2 separate regions of the Zea mays genome follow, and region 2 is linked to region 1. Evidence: chromatin contacts called from public Hi-C data. All regions are on one chromosome and are shown on one strand. The core of a region is the stretch at or near the end of the contact, and the rest is flanking DNA. Distances in the headings are between cores, read along the strand shown. Region 1 holds the start of LOC103653365. Region 2 holds the start of LOC100382104 (putative WAK-related receptor-like protein kinase family protein).

Region 1 (6,855 bases), core at 220-2,719:
ATTTGCAGTTTTAAAGTATATTTAGTTTGGATTTTCAAACTAGAAAAAGATCACACGAAAATAAAAGGGAATTAATCTAAGTTTTAAGTTCAAACAAAATAATGTTTTTTTCTCAAAAATATAAAAAAGGGAAAACAATAGACAACATGTTATATGTACATGGTGGTAATAACATGTACGTGTATATTGATTTGTTTCCGTTTGACATGTTTTTACTACTAAATCTATTTTTTACAATGCTTGTTTGGTTCGCATATGTAGGATTGTAGGTGGCCTAAAACTAAAACAAAGAAAATTTTAATCAACAAAAGGCTGAGTGATGTATCGAGTTGTGACAGTCCTCAGGATAATTGATTCGTCTTAAAATCAGTAACTACCGCCAAGATTTAGCTGGGTTTATTTTATCGATAAGGAAAAAATATCAGAGGTTGGCGATAAACAGGATTATCGGATTTATCGGAACTTTATCGGCTATAGGCAAAAAATTTCGGTACAAATTTAAAGAAAATGACTCAATTTGTTTAAATGTCATGTAGATTATATTTAGACATTTAACAAATAAAAACAACACAGACCAACCAATCAAGTAAATTTAGGGTTTTTAGTGTCTAGTCTCCTAGAAGAGACTGAGAAGACATATAGACCAAGTGACTTCTAATTTGAACATTTGATAGTATCAATTCATAAAAATTTAAAAATTTCGGCTGATAAAGAAAAAATATCGGAGCTCACAAGAAAATTAGGTTTTTCGGATATCACATCGCCGATAAATTTTTCCCTCTGACGTACATTACGTTGGTAGAAAAACGGGAAGCGAGAGCTAGGGACAAACGAAAAGCATGATCAGCCCAAAAGAGAGCAAACCTCAAGCGCGAGAATCGGCGGCGACGAATTGGCGGCGGTAATCGTTCCCGGTGACAGCACCACCTTCGTCTCTGATCCCCTCGTCGGCCGCCCTAGCGTAGGCCACAAGAGTTGCAGCATTTGCTCCCTTAACTCGCTACGCACCACCATCTCGAGCTCCAATTGCTCCGCTTCCTCCCTGAGGATCCGCTCCCTGATCCTCGCCTTCTCCGCTTGCCGCCGCAGTTCGTAGGCGTCGGCTTCCGCCGTCTCCGGTGGGGGCAGATCGGACTGCCATAGCGTCACGGCAGAATTACCCACGCACTCCGCCGGACCGTCGCTTCCGTGGCCGTCTGGTAGAATCGCACGCAGACAGGTGAAGCAGACTGATCGAAATGAATCGGAGGGATAGGAGTCTAGGGGATCTCACCAGTCGATCCGGAACCAGGAGTAACTGGTGCCGCTGGCGGTGGCGGGGACCGGCTTCGAGGCTCGTCGACGGCGCGGTACAGAAACTCCATTCTCGTTTTCGTGAGGGAGAGACGCGGAGGTTTGGGTTTTTGGAAGGCTATATAAAGTAGGGGATGGATCCGGGAACGTGGAAACGTTTGGGATGCCTGTGCGGGTCCTCAAGCTGTCGCAAAAGACGGCTTCTCTTTATGCGGCCGGCACTAGGGTTGGATGAAATGCTCGGGTTCGCTAGCTCATTTGGTTTATGGTCAGCTCGACTTGACTTGGATCAGCTCGTTTGAATTTTTTTTTCATGAGCTGAGCTGACATCCTAACTCGGTTCGTTAACGAGCCAGCTCGCGAGCTAAACGAGCTACCATATTCCAGCAAAACGAAACTATATGCATATTATTTACAGAATAATTGGTGAACATGTTATATATACGTGAGGTGTCTATGGCCTATAAATTAACCTAATGATTAATGAACTATGTCTATGTGTTAATTTGGTGTATGCAAATATAATTATGGGTTAAACTGATGAACATGTATGTGAATTAATGAGTGATGAATTATACTAATTTGGTGTTATATTGATGTGGTTTGTGAAACTATAAGTATAATTACTATTTTTTATTGGTAAATTAGTTTGAAATTAACTAAATAATAATTATTATGTACATTTTATTTTTTCTGCTCTGGCTCGCGAGCTAAACGAGCCAGCTCGAGCTCGTAAACGAGCCAAGCCGAGCTGACTCTGTGGCTCGTTACCTTAACGAGCCAAGCCGAGCTGGCTCGTTAGCTTAACGAGCCAGCCGAACTCGGACGAGCCGAGCCGAGCTGGCTCGTTATCCACCCCTAGCCGGCACCACCACCATGCAATCCATTCGGATGTGTGATTTGGTGGATTAGACTGTCTCGAGCGTGGTGTAAAGCAGTGAACGAGAAATTGTATGTTTGATACTGTTTGTAAAGTAAAGTTTGAAATACGGAACACGATAGAATTTACTGGAGATAATCGGAGGAGATTAACAGGGATTAAATCTCTTTTTATTTAATTTTGATCAGAAAAAGATTTAATCCCCTGCAATTCCCTTCAATCCACCTCGAACCGAATAGGTCCTAATTGGAGACGTGAGACATGTTTGGGCTGGAACATTGTTGAATGTTTGTCACACCCGGTTCCAGGGGTAGAACCGAGCGCATATCATATGTGTGCTAGGATCTATTTCTACACATATGTTGACGTCACAAGTGTAATATATTAAAAGACAATGCAATAAAGGCGTAAAGAGAGTATAATATTTTATTACATCATCTGAAACATTGTATCTTGAACAAGTATCACATCAAATTAAAGCGGAAATAAATAACAGGGACAATCTCCCACAGGAAGATGACCGGCGCATCGTTAGACTTAGAATTCATCGTCGTCGATAAAATCTCCATCAAAGTCTCCAGCATCACTCTCTGATCAAAATATTAGCAAGGGTGAGCTCACTTATGGTCGGGGCTCAGCAAGTGGGGGAAAAATTAATGTAGGTATAACAAGGTGAGGCTAAGGTTGAGCAGTAAGCATTTTAGTTGGTCAACATTTTATTAACAACACATGTCTTACTAATAAGTGTGAATCCCAAATATCCCATTAAACAAAGGAATATGAATATAACAAAAACACTTAAGTGGAACCACTTAAGCAAATTATTGGCAGATCATCGGATCTCAATTTAATTCCATCTTCAAGTTCAATTATCATGTGAGGAGTCCAGGTCGCTCATAACCGGGAGCATGGCTGATATATCAGTTTTACACTCTGCAGAGGTGGTACAACTTTACTCACAAGCCATGTATCCCATCTAGCCCGGGTTGATCGGACCCTTAAACGCTGCCGAGGTGAATGGCTAGGGATCCATTATGAGGCTTTCACAAAATACACTTAATACGAAACAACTCGCTAAGGTTTCTAAAGACGATGGTGGTGGCCCCCTGGGTGAGGTACCTTAGACAAGAATATGTCCCTATGTTAACGTGGGCTGCCAGCACCTACCGCTCCCCCTCTTGCCCATATTTCAGGTAAGGTTGCCAGGCACTAAGCATATAAAGCTAATTACCAAAGCCAGAGCCATGATAGCACTCGTGGTTGCACTGTTATCCTGGGGGTCACTCCATGTTGCAATTAATATGAAATAATGTTGCGTTAACCATCGGATTAATGTCATAATTGCCAATTAAGTTTTGGAACATTAATACCAATTCATGAGTGACATCAGAATTAATAAGTTAAGCGGTAGCACAAATTTGCAAAGCTTAAATATTTCCAGAGTAAACAAGGAATACAGTGGTAAATCTAGGAAATCCTTAATTAGGTAAAAACCCATCAAATTATGCAGTATATCAAAAGTAAACATTATTAAATGCAATGATTGAGTGCAAAAAGAATATGCAGAGGGAGAATTCACTTGCCTTGCTCAAGCGAGTCATGTTGTTCGTCTTCGAACGTATTCGAATCCTCTACCACATAGTCGGCTTCTAATAGAGTCGCATATCGCACATACAAAAATAAAACATACACAAATAAATAAACATGCACCATTACATAAACATACACCATTACGTACACATTAATATATCGTACTAATCACATCTTAATTACGTCCTAATCGCGTAAATACTTATTAATTCAATTATAGCTATTATTGTGAGTCCTAATGATGAATTTATGAGTGGGTGTAATAAATACAGTTTTAACTAGTATTAATATATTTTAACATCATCAATGAAATTAAATGATAATTATCGTCTTTAATACTAATAAACAAATTAATAGCTTTTATCCTTTTTATTTCTAACTCAAATTATTTAGTATAGCAAAAATGAATTTAACATTCTAAAAATCCCTATAAATACTGATTGAACTTTTTATAACACAATTGAGGGTATTTTGACATAAACTACTATTTTGCTTACTCTAAAAATTTAAGTGCTCAATTTGCAAACATGATTATTTGACTAGCAAAAATCTATTTTCCATCCTACTACTGATATTTTTTTCCTTTCTTTATAAAAAGAAAATGTCAATAAAATAATTAGATAAATCATCTAAAAATCCTATATTATTCATATGACATGAGTTCTATACCATTTTCTAAATCCATTAAAATGCACCTATGACTATAATTCTCCAACTAGTTTCTAAAGTTTATTGTGACCAAATTTAACTACAAAAATTCATATATATTGTTTTTATCACCAACGTGTGACTATTAAATTCTCGTCATATTTTTCTAATCCAAAAATCAACACCACGATTAACATAAAACATCACGGTGTACTAACGATCACATATTTCTACCAAAAATTCCATAACGCACATACACATAAATTATGGATCACACGTGTTCATATTACAACAAACTAAATATGCAATTCATGAATCGAATCAAAACGTATTTTATAAAATACACAAAATAATTTGGGTCGTCATCAACCTTGGGTTCGCGCGTGCGACGGGGAGGGTTCGACGGGGGTTCGGCCGGGTGGAGAAGAGCAGGGCTCGACTACGGACGGCGAATGGCGAGTGCGTGGCTCCAGCGACGAACTGCGGGCTCCGGTGAACTCCGGTGCCGAACGGCAAACTCCGGCGATGAGTAGTGCACTAGCGATGAGCGAGGAGAGCTAGAGAGAGAGGCAAGCTCGGGTGGGAAGGAGAAGGGAGAGAGCTCTGCTGTCCCTTTTATAGAGAGAGGGAGGGGAGAGGAGAAGTCGCCGTGGGGGAGAGGAGAGCGGTCGGCGGCTCCATTACGCTGTTTAATGGCGTCGGTTTCTCCACTAATAGAGGGAGGTAATGGGAGAAGAAACAGTCGGCATTGAAGCTCCATTAACGACGAAGCGAACTGTCGGCGCGGGCGTCGGTTGGACTTCGGGCGCGGGCGGAACTCGGCGCGGCTGCCTGGCCTCGGTCGGCTCGGCCGGCTTGCGCAGGGCGCCGGTGCAGGGCTCGGGCGGCTCGCCAGCCGAGGTCGCGCGGCGACAGCAGGGCGCGCGGACCTCAGCGCGCTCGGCTAGGCGCGCTCGGTGTTGCAGCCTTGCGTCTGGGCGCGCGGCGCGGTTACAGAGGCACGCGGGTGGAGAGGCAGAGAGGCAGGGAGAGAGATAGGAGAGAGAGAGAACAGAGGAGGGAGATGAGAGCGGCGGCTGCTGCTAGGAAAACCAGCAGGCGCGCGCGCGTCGCGGGTGCTAGGGTTTGGGGATGGGCCCATAGTGGGTCGGTTAGATTAGGGTTTTTTTTCTCTTTTTTTTTCTAAATTGCGAAATGAATTTTTAAAGAGCTCGAAAATTCCCTAAAAGTTCACCAAAACTATTTATAAATAAAATACTTGTTTTTAGACTAATAACTATTATATTATTTAATTATTATATTAATTACTAGGTTTTCTTTAAAAAGAATTGATAAAAAAACATCCGATAATCAATCAAGCGCATACAAAGAAAATTGATTCAAAATGCAAATAAATAATTAAACACTTAAAAAAATTATTACCCTAATTACTAAATTTATTATTTTTAGTTGATGGCTTTTGTGGTGTTACAAACCTACCCCTCTTAAAAAGAATCTCGTCCTCGAGATTAAGAAACTTCCGAGAATAACTGGAGAAATTCTGCTCTGAGTTCATCTTCTCTTCCCCAAGTGGCCTCATCTTCCGAATGATGACTCCACTGAACTTTGCACATGTTAATAACTTTACTCCGTGTAATTCTGCGAGATGTTTCTAGAATTCTGACTGGGTATTCCGAATAAGTCAAATCCTCATTGACATTCAGTTCTTCCATGGGTAACTGTTCTTCTGTTACTCTTAAGCACTTCTTAAGTTGTGATACGTGAAATACGTCATGCACATCCGATAATCTATCGGGTAGTTCTAACTGGTAGGCTACTTCACCTTTTATTTCCAAAATCTTGAATGGGCCAATATAGTGAGGAGATAATTTTCCTTTAACTTTAAACCTTTTCATTCCTCTCATCGGTGAAACCTTAAGGTACACGAAATCTCCTACTTCGAACATCAACTCTCTTCTTCTATTATCAGCATAGCTTTTCTGTCTTGACTGTGCTGTCTTCAAATTTTCTCTAATAATCTGCACTTGCTTTTCCGCCTCTTGGAGAATTTCTGGACCAAATACTTGACTTTCTCCGGTCTGATTCCAATAAAGCGGTGTTCTACATTTTCGTCCATATAGTGCTTCAAAGGGTGCCATTTTTAGACTTGCCTGATAACTGTTGTTATACGAGAATACTGCATAAGGCAAACTTTTATCCCAGCTTCTACCATGCTTTAGAGCGCAAGCTCTTAGCATATCTTCCAACACTTGGTTTGTTCTTTCTGTTTGCCCATCCGTTTGCGGATGATAAGCTGAACTAAAATTTAGCTTGGTATCCATGGACTCATGTAGTCTTTTCCAAAAGCGCGAGGTAAACTAGGTTCCTCGATCTGATACGATCTTCTTCGGTACTCCATGCAGACAAACAATCCTCGACATATATAACTCTGCTAATTGGGCTCC
Region 2 (6,179 bases), core at 972-3,471, 510 kb after region 1:
TGGTGAATAATGCTTGTCATGGTTTTTTACAGAGTGGAGCCTAGGCTGTAAATAATGCTTGTATAGTTTTAGGCCTGATTTTCTTTTTTTAAATGAATCGATTCTTTATTTTTTCTTCTTAGGTTCCGTTTGTTTGGTTGGAATTAAATTCCATTCCAATAATCATAATTTAGACACAAACTAATTAAGTTATTATATTTGTATATGTAATTTATTTGTATATTAGCTTAAATTATATGAGAGAAATAGTTATACACTGTAGGATGTTGCTGGACATCTATAAAAAACAAGTAGAAAAGTGTATTATAAGTTGTATATTAGAAAAGTAGCATGTAAATCTATAGAATCAGTTTCTATATGTCACCCATAAATTTGAGATATGTTTATATATAAACGTTGAAAAGTTATGAAATATCAAATTCTAAAAAAATAGACTACTTCATTAATTAGTTTTCAATTCCTCAAAATCAAGGTAAACAAACGGGCCCTTATACTAATATATGCCGGAACAAAACGTTCTCAGATCTTTATAAAAACATAACGTAGAGTGAGCCGTTGATCTGGACCTCATGGGCTGATAGTTGTCTTGTCTGCTGCCAGCCGCCAGTCTTTGCAACACACATTCATGGAGTGGTCAAAGCTTATCCCTCTATGACTATGGTCCATGCCATGAGCCCCCCAAAGTTGACCATACCATTGTGGCTTATCAAAAGGGTAAAGGGTTGAATGCAGCGTACCTACTGTCGACTGGACTAGAAGGGTCAAAAGGGTTGCTTGAGTCGACCAAACCACTACCTCCTCTTTACCCAACGCGTCATATGAGGGATTTGTACTACGCCGAGGAAAATTGTTGTCAAAGTTTTAGCGGTTAATATGAGGTATGTATTATACGGTTACCCGTGACAGTAGATGGCAATAAAAAAAAGACGAAGCAAGCACTGATCTAGAATTTTCCGGTAGGGTATGTCATCTAAAATTTGTATATATATTCAATCAAACTATCTAGCAATTTAGAAACATTTTTATGTGGCATCTAATCATTTGTGTCAAGCAGTAACTAAATATTTTCTTTTTTTTTAGGTTTTGAGATTTGTCGAACACTCTGAACGACAAGAACACGGAAGCAAGCGGTTACCTGCAATGAGAGGCGCATGGTTGGATCCTCCGCAGCCCCCAGCGATCTGGCAATCAGAGGGATCTGCACCAAACCGAACAAGTAGTACAGGAGTTCCATTTAATTCAGGACCTGTCCATCCTCGTCCTCGAGTCTTCGATTCAACGGCGTGCAGATGCAGCGGAAAGAAATTACGTACTCAGCTGGCACGCGCCGGCGAGGGGGCTCCACGAGAGCCCGGGCACGCAGAAGCAGCGGCGGGCCGCGGGCGTGAGCGGGTCGTCGGCGCAGGTGGCGTTGGCGCCGTCCTCGCAGTCGGCCTGCGTGCGGCAGAGCGGCTCCCTGGGCGTGGCCCACTGCAGCTCCAGCCCGAGGCGGCGGCCCCACGTGGCCGGCGGCTGCGCCGCCGGGTCGAGCCCCACGAAGCTGCGGTACGCGCTGCAGAACTGCGGGGACACCCGGATGCTGTAGGACGTGGACGAGCCCCCCGCCACGAAGGTGCAGCAGAGCGGCAGCGGCGCGCAAGCCGCCGCCGTGGACCCCGTGGCGTTGGCGTAGACGTGGCAGAGCGAGTTGGAGGAGCAGTTGAGCGGCGACAGCAGCAGCGCGCTGGTGCAGTTGAGCAGCATGATGGTGTTGGACGAGCTCACGTTGAACGGCAGCGACGCGTTCAGCTGCACCCCGCCGCCGCGCCCCTCCGACACGCACCTGCTGCCCTGCGCCACCAACGGCGCCGGCGCGACCACCAGCCGCTGCGTCGCGGCCGAGATGGACGTGATCCGGTACGACGTGCCGTTCAGCGCATCGAACATGAGCGTCGGCGACGACGTCGACGAGTTGGTGGCGGCGGCGCACCGGACCTTGTACGCCGGGTCGCCGCAGCCGTCGCCTGTGCTGAGCGGGTACGGCACGGCCGTCGACCCGCACGGCGGGCACACCCGCGCATGGCTCGCCGGCAGCACCAGCAGCAGCGCGAGGAGAGCGATACCCATCTCGGAGACGGAGTGGAGGACCCAAATGCTTACCTTGTCTCCTCGCGCTTGTCGTATGTAATATGTATGAATTATTTCTTCTATTAAGGAGGAGGTTTGACTTTTTATCTGCCTGCTGTCCGTCCCCATCAACCTGCATGATTTTGGCCTTGCGATGAATATAAGAGGAGAACTCCCAAAACGATTCCATACAGGAGTAAAAGCATCATGCATGTTAGAGTGGGTGTTTCGTCGTTGCTGGTTGTTTGGTCGGCACTACAAATTACATTTAGAAATCGGTAAACTTAAATTTTAGATAAATCTGTTTTCATGGTTCGACGGTTCCACGGACGTAAACTTTTGAAAACCCCCTTAATTTTGCTTCAATCAACTCGTGATCATCCCACCTTCGCGACATATAAGCCCTTGCAATTTTAAAACCCCATCAATTTTTCCTAGATCAACTCACGATTAAAAGACCAAAAATGAGTGCAATGCTAGAGTTTGAACTATCGCCCTCCCTTCTCACATGTATAGGTTCTAACCAATAGAATTCGCAACCGTTTGAGTTTAATAGGGAATAGGTATTGTAAATATTCTGAATATAGAAACTGTAGTAACACACAACAACCAACTAAAATAATTGGTCTTCAACTATTCTAATGAGGACATGTTTATCATTGGAAGACTTGATGGCTCACTGGATAAGAAATTTATGGAGTGTTTAGTTTGAGGAATGATGTAGTCCATCATCTTCTCACTCCTTACTTTTTTGTTTGGTTTGTGGAATGGAGTGAGTTAATCCATCACCACCTCATTCCTCATAGTTAGTTGTTTAGTACTAATATGTGAAATGGAGTCATCCCACCAAATTTGAGAAATGAACTCATGATGCACCACTTCATTTTGGATAGAGTGATTCATCAAACCAAACACCTCATTAGAGAGCATGTCAAATACGTTAATTATATATATAGTGTACCACACATATTCGGTGTGGTACTGAATACCACACTATATATGACACCAAGGGAGCATGTGAACATGCATATTTTGGTTTTGAACTCATCGGACACCTCACATAGTTAACAGCTAGTTTAGATCTATTAGATAGGTATTGGACGTATCCAATGCAGTGATCGATGGTGCACTAGACATGTTTGATGCCCTCAAGTTTAATTTTTCAAGTGTTAATAGTTAGATTCCTTTGTGGGGCTACAAATAGACTCCTTGGCCAGCCTTAGTCGACATCTCTAAACCACCAACACTTGCATAACCTCTTGAGGATAAAGAAAAACACTTCACTCATAACTCATAGTTCGTCACTTGAGTGAGATTGGAGAAATCCTAGTGCATTGCATATAGTTCAAGCATTTTGTGGCCCTAGTTGAGTAACTTCGACTGATTACACTATTATTACTCTTGGTGATTGATGTCAACTAGATAAGCTGGAGTTTGTGGGATTGTTGAGCAACTATTGAGGATTGACATCGGCTCTGGTCATCGTTGTAAGGAGCTCTTATGCTCATTCCTTGGAGGAGTTTTGTGAAGGGCAACTCTACTGATATCATGGCTACTTGGAATGACTATCTAGAGTTACTCTTATGGCATCCTTATTATAGGCTTGGCTTGTAATGTCAAATAGCATATGGATCATCTAGCTTGGATTTGCCACAATGAGGATGTAAGTTTCTAACAAGCAATCGAACCTCGAGGGTGATTCTTGTCTCATATTTTGCCTTGTGTGGTTTACACTCCAAATTATTCTTGTAATTACACTTACTTGTTATATCATTTCTTCATCCTCTCCTCTTGTTGTCTGCAAAGTTTAAAGGCAGTCAAAGAAACTTTGCTCGAGCGACACCATCGTACCTCTGAACAACACTACTACACCCCGACACTAGGACATTTGAGTGGCACTACCGCTCTACTGTGAGGGTCTTTTGTTTGGTCTTTTGGTGTTCAAATCAAGCTCTTTTGGTTTAATGGATTGTTTGAAGCATCCAATCAACAATTAATTAATATATTCTTGATTTGACCCATTTTGGAGTTTTTGGTATCTATAAGGTTGGGTTGAGCAAAGAATGCTTCAATGTAAGAATTTTTATTGGCTCTCATTCATCACCTCTAGTAATTCATCACCTTCTAGTCGCTTATTCTATCCTCCATAGGTAATATGATCTTAGGTTTTCAATTAGCTAGAGTATCCAAACAACGACAGCTAAACTTAAGTTTAGCTCTAGCAATTAGCTAGCTAAACTTTAGTTGGGTGGCAATTAGCTATCTAAACTTAAATTGGGGTGGATTCAATCGAGACCTATGTCTTGTACAGTCTGAGTACTCCAAATTGCTGGAGGTCATAGATCTTGTTGTCATTCGAATATATAGATAGATAGCACTCATTATATGGGGTACTGTAGCACATAAATCATATATTGCTGCTCCAGTTCCACTAGCAAATAGAATGTCAAAATTCTTTCCGGAAAGAAACTCAGATAAATTGCACTCAAGATTCGAGGCCAATTGCTCCCAGAACTGGGGAATTAAGCAAGCCTATGCAGCTTTGCTCCATTCCCTGTTACATGTAGAACAACACAGCAATGCAGATAAATTCATCTTCATCACCACAGCAATGTACATAAGTTTATCTTCATCACCAGGAACTTCTACCTTCCTTTATCCTAGCCGATGAATCAGGCATGTAATCTGGTAAGCGCCCATTTTTTCTGCATGCAAACAGAACATAGCCATAGGTCAGAAATGTCCAGAAAGGAAAACAAGCTACAGGCCTACAGTACATACATGACAAAAAAAAAGACATATCTCTAACTAGGTCAGAAGACACTTTGTAGAAAGAGTATGATTGCAGTGAAACAGTGATTGATGGAAGCTAGGAGAGGGTTGTTTGTCATGTTACATAATCTGAAACTTTTTCCAAGCAACAAAGAATATGTACACACATCACAGTACAGATAACTCTTTACCCAAATAAGTATAATGTCAACATTTTAAGTTGTGAATTGAAATTAACATAATTAAAAAAATCATTCCAATACATGGCCCTATCAATTGATACAAATGTGCCATCTACTAACACTTTTGCAAGCAGAATGCGTGCAAGGAAACATACAGTTGGCCACAAAAAAAAAGATTGCTGTATTGTATATACCACAATCACCAATAGATACTTCTATCCAAGAAACTGCTGCTCACAAGGCCATGGCCCTGTCAGTTGCGTGTGTGTGTCTACCAAAGTATCAAATTCTGATAATCGAAGATCTTATACTGTTAACAACACAAAGTATAGGGCACAGAAAATTTGCTTTCACTGGCAAAGCTGCCATTGTCTAGATAATCAAATGATTTACATCTTCCATCAAATGGCCATACTCAAGATAAAATTTTCACTATAAGACCTAGCACGACATCAACATTCCATGTTTAACTTTCGCAGTAACAGCTAGGCAACTGTTTAACAGAGCACGTGTTTCACCAAATATGTTGGCATAAAATGATTGCGATGCTAAAAGTTAATCTGAGACTCAGTGTGCTTATCGTAGAATTATGAACATAGACTGAACCATTATTACATAAATAAAGTTACTTAATTTAAGTTTTCACCATTGACATTATTGTACAAGAAAGAACTATTTAAACATGAGACAAGATGAGATTTGTGTTAGCTAGCGGAATCTCACAATTCTGATGCCAAGTGTCTGCAAACTGCAATAATCTATAAGTATCTATATTAACAATCAAGGATTGTCAGTGCCATTTATTTTTATGAAGACAGATCAGTGGACCATGATTTTGTGGCCAATATGCCATATATGTCCTCATGTCTGAGTATGTTACAATGTTGTACACATCAGCATGTAATGTAAGTAGGCCTGGTGTGTCCAGCATTGCTTTTGCAGTAAGAACAAAGTCAACAATGACAAATCAGCAGTATAAATATTTGATTATTTCACAAATTGACAAAAAACAACATACTGATCTAGTCCTCATCTTCATCAGAAATGAGTATAACAGGACCCTTGACCCTGCTATCACTATGTCCAATAAGTTCCTGAGAAGCCTTTGCAAGGAACTCT

Evidence for each region. Hi-C and Micro-C count contacts between places; a contact is called where the count stands out from the background.
Region 2: a contact with region 1 is called in a Hi-C map of ear, with 2.6 times the contacts expected there. The contact joins the promoter of LOC100382104 here to the promoter of LOC103653365 in region 1. A contact is called at or near these places in 2 of 25 Hi-C or Micro-C datasets (ear and tassel).

What each region holds. Positions count from the first base shown.
Region 1 is chr4:69,906,785-69,913,639 of Zm-B73-REFERENCE-NAM-5.0, forward strand. LOC103653365 reads right to left here and starts at 1,470. Exons shown (of 3, transcript XM_008680294.4): 1 at 1,274-1,470; 2 at 865-1,196. The coding sequence starts at 1,364.
Region 2 is chr4:70,418,403-70,424,581 of Zm-B73-REFERENCE-NAM-5.0, forward strand. LOC100382104 (putative WAK-related receptor-like protein kinase family protein) reads right to left here and starts at 2,222. Exons shown (of 3, transcript NM_001174865.1): 1 at 1,314-2,222; 2 at 1,136-1,198. The coding sequence starts at 2,106. It overlaps LOC100277089, which reads right to left. Exons shown (of 6, transcript NM_001150753.1): 5 at 6,079-6,179; 6 at 4,521-4,811. The coding sequence ends at 6,083.